2 separate regions of the Columba livia genome follow, and region 2 is linked to region 1. The links are chromatin contacts, called in public Hi-C maps. All regions are on one chromosome and are shown on one strand. The core of a region is the stretch at or near the end of the contact, and the rest is flanking DNA. Distances in the headings are between cores, read along the strand shown.

Evidence for each region. Hi-C and Micro-C count contacts between places; a contact is called where the count stands out from the background.
Region 2: a contact with region 1 is called in a Hi-C map of crop, with 4 times the contacts expected there. The contact joins the enhancer-like site here to the promoter of SWAP70 in region 1. A contact is called at or near these places in 2 of 2 Hi-C or Micro-C datasets (crop and liver).

Annotation. Positions count from the first base shown.
Region 1 is chr5:57,570,345-57,573,989 of bColLiv1.pat.W.v2, reverse strand. SWAP70 (switching B cell complex subunit SWAP70) reads right to left here and starts at 1,620. Exons shown (of 12, transcript XM_021299208.2): 1 at 1,405-1,620. The coding sequence starts at 1,503.
Region 2 is chr5:57,615,054-57,618,698 of bColLiv1.pat.W.v2, reverse strand. No RefSeq gene overlaps it. Among named protein-coding and RNA genes, the nearest start is that of SWAP70, 45 kb to the right of the region's middle. Within about 2 kb of position 1,873, at least 1 of the 3 cell types and tissues checked has an H3K27ac peak away from gene starts, as active enhancers do.

The DNA of each region.
Region 1 (3,645 bases), core at 371-2,870:
GACAGCACCTCCGTCAGAGGAAGCCGTACAAGCCCACCAGCGTCCTGCCTGCTTCTTCAGCCATTTAAATCACCCCAGCCTCTGTGTGACCGTGACAGGTTCTCCACCAATTGGCATGATGACAGGTGCTGCAGACACACCACCCAGGTGAGTGCACTGAGAACACAAATCGTGGCAGCACACACAAGGCGTGGCAGTGTGACAGGAAAACAGGGCTCCTTTAAAAAGCAGGACAATAAAAAAACGCCTCTCTGCAACCTACTTCAGTTAGTCTTGCAACACAAACATGTCGTCACCTGTAAAGGAGCCTCCTGCCTGACTCCTGCCACGCAGTCACTTCTGGACAAGCTGGACTGTACTTCAAGAGCCCAATGGCCCCGTACGAAGAAAAGGAGAAGAGGAAGAGGCTGCTTGCAGCACATTGCGTTTGGTGGACGCTTATTACATGAAGCCCAAAACAAAGCCCACTATCTGCCAACCACGCCTGCAGATCCTGCCGGCAGCATGGCCACCCTGGCTCTCCAAGTTAATCCCACAAAGGTCACAAACTTCAGCTAATTGTTGTGGTCACAGCTCCAGCACCAAGTACAAGGGCCCACAGTCTCCAGTGTCAACAGGTGTTACGTTCTTATTCAAAGTATTTATTTAGCAAGATTTCCACGTTATCCCCAGGCCAAGGTGGTCCCATAAAGCAAGGCCAAGATGGGATCGGATTCAGTGAGCTGCCTGAGAGCTCTTTTAAAAGCACAAACATTGCTTCAGCGTATAAGCTAAGGAAAGAATGGCACAGTTGGAGTCTCTTGACTAATTCTCCTGTTTATACCCAAATAAGAGAGCACTGTGAAACCTCACTCTCCCCTTGGCAAGCTATGAATTTCACTTGGACGCAGCCAACCCCTATAGATAGGACCTTATGGCTACCCCACAAAAGGTTTTGGCCAAAAAGGGTACCAAGGACACGCGTTTGAAAGCGGACCAGCAGCACAACAAGGGTTTGTGTCCTGACATCTTGGGGAGGACAATGCGCTTGCCTGGGCAGAATGGAAATCAGCCCCCTCGAGCACAAGGACCCACTCGCACAGGCTTTCCACGGGTCGGGGGTGACCAGGAGCCACAGCGACTGAGAACGCCACGTGCCCAACAACAGCCTCAACGGAGAAAATGCGGTTTATGGCCCCCGAATGGGCTTTGCAAACAAGTGCTCATGTCCCCTCAGGCAGCCCTGAGCGTGGCCACCTCAGACCGGCCCCAGGCCCGGCACCCCCAGGGCCCGTGTCCCGCACCCCTGCCCACAGCGGCTAACCCGGCCAACCCTCGCTCCCACACGGAGCCCCGGCCCACACCGCGTCCCTGGGCCCGCCACCCCTCTCTCCTCGCTGCCCCCGGCCCGGCCGCCCCGCTTGCCTTGAGCTGGGACTTGGAGACCTTCCCGCTGCGGTCGAGGTCGAGGGCGGTGAAGGCGTGCCAGATGGACTTGAGCAGCTCCTCCTTGAGGCCCACCATGGCCGGCCCGCCGCCTGCCGCCGCTCCCGCGGCCGCTCTGCCTGCTCCTCGCCCGGCCCCGCCACCGCCGTGCCCGCCCCGCACCGCCCCGAGGGCGGGTGCCCGGCCCTGCCCGGCTCCGCAGGCGCCGCCCCGGGAGCCGCGGTTCCCGCCTCAGCGGCGAGGGCCGAGGGGCCGGCGGGGCGGGAGCGGCCCGGGCGCGGAGGGGAGCGGGAGCTGCACCGGGCAGCGGCGGCCCCGCGAGGTACCGGCCCAGGCGAGATCCCGGCCCACGGCTAAACACACAGGAACACCGCGGGGGTTTCACAGTAGGATGCGCTCAGAGAGAAAAGTGACTTTCCTCGGAGGCTGAGTAAGCCCCAAGGATTTTAAAAAGCCGCTCACAACGAAGGCTGCGCACAGCTGGAGTGAGTGAACTTCAATCAGAAATAACGGGGGAAGGGCTAAAGTAAAAACTTCAGCACTACTTCCAGAGCAGGAGTGCTACAAAATCTCATCACAAGAAAGAAGTTTGGGCTTTTGTTTTGGGTTAGTTGTTTTGGTTGTTTTTGTGTTGTCCTCTTAAGTGCTGTGGGTCCAGACTGACTGGTGAGAGCAGCAGATCTGCCAGGACTTCAGTTGTCTCCAGACTCTGGGGCTTTGGGGCACAGTTAGTAGGTCTAGAGAGGTTCTCCTTCCCCTCTACTCCACACTGGTGAGACCACACCTGGAATATTGTGTCCAGTTCTGGGCCCCTCAGTTCCAGAAGGACAGGGAACTGCTGGAGAGAGTCCAGCACAGGGCAACAAAGATCATCAAGGGAGTGGAGCATCTCCCTTATGAGGAAAGGCTGAGGGAGCTGGGGCTCTTTAGCTTGGAGAAGAGGAGACTGAGGGGTGACCTCATTAATGTTTATAAATATGTAAAGGGTGAGTGTCATGAGGATGGATCCAGGCTCTTCTTGGTGACAACCAGTGGTAAGACAAGGGGCAATGGGTATACACTGGAATACAGGAGGTTCCATTTAAATTTGAGAAGAAGCTTCTCAGTGAGGGTGACAGACACTGGAACAGGCTGCCCAGGGGGTTGTGGACTCTCCTGCTCTGGAGACATTAAAAACCCGCCTGGACACCTTCCTGTGTAACCTCATCTGGGTGTTCCTGCTCCAGCAGGGGGATTGGACTGGATGATCTTTTGAGGTCCCTTCCAATCCCTGACATTCTGTGGTTCTTTCTAGCAGCTCGCTCAGTGCTATTTCTCTGCTCACAACACGGGGTTGCACCTGGGCCAGGAGGGGCAGGAAGGTGCTGCACCCTGTGTTGCTTTGAATACTGCACGTGAGATCACTCACAGTGCACAGCTCATGAGCAAGTGAAGGAGGATTTTCACAGATTTTAAGCAGATCCATTAAGATCCCGAATTCAAGACGCATAAACAAGGGGGGGGGGGAAGATTCTAACTTTTCTCCAATTTTAGTCTTCAGTCGACTGTGTAATCAGGACAAAAATAGCACTCTGCAAGTGAAATAGTTCTGGCAGGTGCAGCAAGATGACTTTGTAGCAGGTGTTGCTGCTTCATTGTATGATCCCAGTAAAAAAAGGCACATTCAGACTTTATAGTGTCACTTAAAATACCATTTATTGGAGTTAACACTATAATGGAGAGGACAGTATAGATAACCTTACGTTCATTCAGGTGCCAGGAACTCTGAGCTGTGCAGCATCAACCAGGTCTGATCAAGGTATAGCATGTCATGCAGGCCCTGCGCATGAAAAGGTGACACCATTTTGGTCATCCAAGCTACTGCAGGATTTTCTCACAATAAAACAACTATATGCATTGTTTCTACGGCCAAAAATAAAGGATGTTCACCCAAGAACCTGTTGCTGCACTCTTAGATAAAGGGCAGGCTATGCAGGGAGCATTATTGCAGGTACCAAGCGGGAGCTGCCCACAGGCTCCTCTGCTACAATCAACCAGGTAAATTCATCCCACAGCCACCGAACACACAGTCCCATGCAGACCAGTGTGGGGCAGCACGGGCTGAGCAGGCACAGGCCTAACTTAGATGGATCACTAATCCTTAGTGGACCACCCAACCTCAATGTACAATAGTCTTCTGGTCAGGAAGGAACACTACAGGTGAGCAGATACTGAAGTTCA
Region 2 (3,645 bases), core at 624-3,123, 44 kb before region 1:
GCAGATAAAATGTCTCAAGGGCTGTGAGCCTTGCAATAATGACGACAGCCTTGACATCAGCAGACCTGCACCTCCAGGGACTAGTGCTGAGAAATCAGTGCCAATTTGCCCAGCTAAGGCAGTGTTTTACTGTGTTTCCAGGATCTGGGCAATAAGTCTTACCCGTGCTTTGCAAGATGTCAATGGTCTTTTTCTGCCAGGAGAGCAGCCCAAGGAGCATTGAGGGACTGACACCCTCCCCTTTGTAATGCACTTTACAACTCAGAGAAACTTTGGTAACACAGATAAAGTGTTTTTACATATTAGAGCTTCAAAATTGTTAGAACAGTTGAAAAATCCTAATTGCCTTTACTAGACAAGAAAAAAACAGTGAAGAAAACATTTTGGATTGCAGAATTAATGAAACTGGGAGCTGAAGATCAGTTTCCAAGACCAACAACATATTCAGGGAGTCCTGTTGTATTTGCAAGTTTAACAAATACTTGAGCCTTACGCAAGTGATTTGCACCTACCTGCAAAACTTGTTGCTCTGAGTTGCAGAACTTAATCTCTGAAAACTGTCCGGTGATGCAATGTGCAGGTCAGTCATGTTTACATTTACACTGGGATGTTTCTGGGGCTCCAGGTACACAGTGGAGGGGAAAACCTACCTGGGTTTGATTCAGCAGCCTGGATTAGAGATGACAAAAGAGGCTTTGGCTGGATTGCAGCGTGACTCTGTGACTACTGGCTTCATTTTCCTGAGACTTTGTGAGAAGCTACATGGTGATTTAGCTTCAGTTAATCAGAGAGCTAAAGGCTGCTTCAACTTGTGGTTGTTACCCAAGAGCTGAGCGGAGGATTTCTGGCCACCGGGGATCACGCATGATGGTGGAGGAGCCGGAGGTGCCCCAGCAAGGGGCTGGCAGGGAATGGTGCCGGGGGATCTGGTCGTGCTGGGGTTGTCCTGGTACACGTGGCCCTTTCCGAGGCCTCATGTAGCAATCTCTGTTTTGCATCTTGTAGACACAATTTCAGTTTATCATAGTATCGCTTAGAGAGCTCTCTTTATAGGGACAGCTGGGTATTTTGCAGACATTTCTTAGTCTGTGTGCTTTTTGTGTGGATAAATATCACTCGTGTTTCTTCAATGGGCAACTGAGGCATAAGGAGGTTAAGGGACCTGACGAAGGTGTTAGCAAGTCAAATGGTTTGGAATTTTGTAGCTCTCAAATATCATCTTTCTAAAACAGGAAACCCTCTCAGGACTAGTAGGTTTTCATTAAAACAACAGTTCAAACCTGTCTATCTTGATGTATCAGGAAAAGGAGGAATGTAGAAAATGTGAGAGTTAGCTTAGTCTCTCTTAAACTAAACCACCAGGTTCACGTTCCTATGGAGAAACAAATACCCAGCAGGCATCATGGTGTCTTTGATTTATTTTTGGAAGTTGAAAATTCCCCTTTTGGTGTCTGAGCTAAGAAAAAAACAAGGATTTTGTGGGCCAACTAAAGGTTTCTAGAGGAAAAAAACCTCTAGTCCCACTTCTCAAGAGCTTATGACAGGAGCAGTTAAGCTAATGTAATCCAACTTAGCCTCCCCTACATTTCAAAATTGGATTAAAGTTCATAAGTTGTTGAGGGAAAATGTTACCCAACAGAGTAACTGTATGACTCTTAAATTAGCGTCAGGCCCTTGCAGCTGTGGGTGCAGACCCTGGTCTCAGTCACCTGAATAACTCAGGGTAACTGATGTGCCTGGAGCACATGAGGGGTTGATGTGCATCCGCTGCTGCTCAGCTGCTGCACGTCGGTGGAAGCCCACCAAGCTGTGATGACTGGGTATGCTGGCGACACCTTGTCGATCATAGCCTGCCTGGTCTTCACTCTTTTTGCTTTTCTTTGGTGATATAGGTCATCCATAACTGTAAGAAAAGGTTTTGGTTTGGTGTTGCATGTGCTTTTCTTGCAAAGGAAGAGTGTTTTTTCCCTCCCGCAGTAGCAGTGTCTTGCTGCACGTACACAAGTGACGCAGCTCCAAGCATGCTACCAGCTCAGCCGTAAAAAACTCGCGTAGTACCGCATCTGTGTGAATCTGCCTTTCAAAACAGGATCCACAGATGTGATTAATTACAGCCCTGCAGGAGAGCTTTGCTCCCGTGAGTGGTTGCAGCAGGAGGGCGGCGCGGCGGGGTCCGGCTGCCATCTGGTGTCCGGGGGCCGTGGGGGCCGCAGCGGGACGGGGCCCCCGACGCATCCCCAAAGTCACCGTGGCCCGACGACAGGGCTGCTCAAGTGGTAACCTCTGGTCTACGTCCAAGCTGTGAGCAAATCCTGCCCAGACTCACCAGGGCCCCCCGCCACGGTATCTCCCGCATTCCTGCGGCAGATCTGGTATTTTTTATTGTTCTCCCCGTCTCTGGGGGAGCAGCTGCAGCTGCCTGGCCGGCCTGCCGGGGCAGGAGCTGGCGGAGTCCTGGGCTGCGGGTCCCAGAACTAGCCGGGGGCTTTGGAAAAATCATGTCAGTCTTCTCACCCTGCTTTGGCATGTAGGGAGCAGGGCTGATCAGGAGGGGTGAGATAAAAATGAGAAAAGAGCGGAAAACTGGAAGAGCAGCGAGTGGTTGTGCAGCACTGCTTGCCCGGAGCTGGTGGGGGCTCAGTGGGTGCTGCCCTGGGCCGGCACTCGCCTGGGAGCTCTCTGCTAAAATAGCTGCGCTGGTCTGCACCAGAGCACGTCTGCCGGCGGGTGGTGAACAATGCTGACTGGTACACGATCAGCTGGGCCACAGGGACACCAGGCAGGGTGACCGGTCAGAGCAGGGTGAGGAGGGGAGGCAGAGCTGTCTTCAAAGCCGTGCAGGGCTTGTCCGTGCTCTGCAGAGATGGCAGAGAAGTCGGGCAGCAGCCCAGCCTGGTGAGGGCATTTGGCACCTGGTGTGCTTTTCTTTTTTCGTTTTTCTTTGGTGAGCTGTTCTGCCAAGCTGGTTCTGGTTCCCTGCCCCATGCCGGTGCCTGGCTCTTGGCTGCCCATGCCGTGGAAATGCATTTCAAGGAATATATGCTCTGGGTTTTCTCCTACTGGCAGGGAGGATTTGCTGGCTGGAGGTGGCCTGAGAGCAGTTGTGGGTTTGGCTCTTGCCATCTGTAACGGTGACAGTGAACAGAGCATGCGGGAGCACTGGCAGGCAAGTTTATTCTGCAAACGAGGCCACATACAGCTACGCTGCAAGACCAGGCTTGGGGTGATGGTTGTTTCTGGACAGCTGTCTCCCCAGGATGGTCCGTGGGCCAGCAGTGACCCCCTTGGGCATCATGCAGCCCTCACAGGCAGGTGATGGCCATGCTGAAGCAAAACAGAAGACGCAGAAGATGCCACTTCTATCCCCACAGGCAGCAGCCCCACACCAAACGCCTGGGCCCCAGCATGCCATTCAGGGGGGGACTTGTGTGTGAGCAGGCTGTGCCCGCCCATCATTTCCCACCTTTTTGCTGGGAAAAAGCAGCCCAGGGCCAACACAATCTCTCCTGCGGGGTAAAAAGCCAGTGGTGAACTGGGGCGTGCTCCTCCCTTGCAGGCAGAGGTGGTGGTTGACTTCAGGGCTTGGAAAAAGCAGAACCGCCCAAGGCATCACTGGCAAGGGAAGTGGCTGGGAAAACACAACCT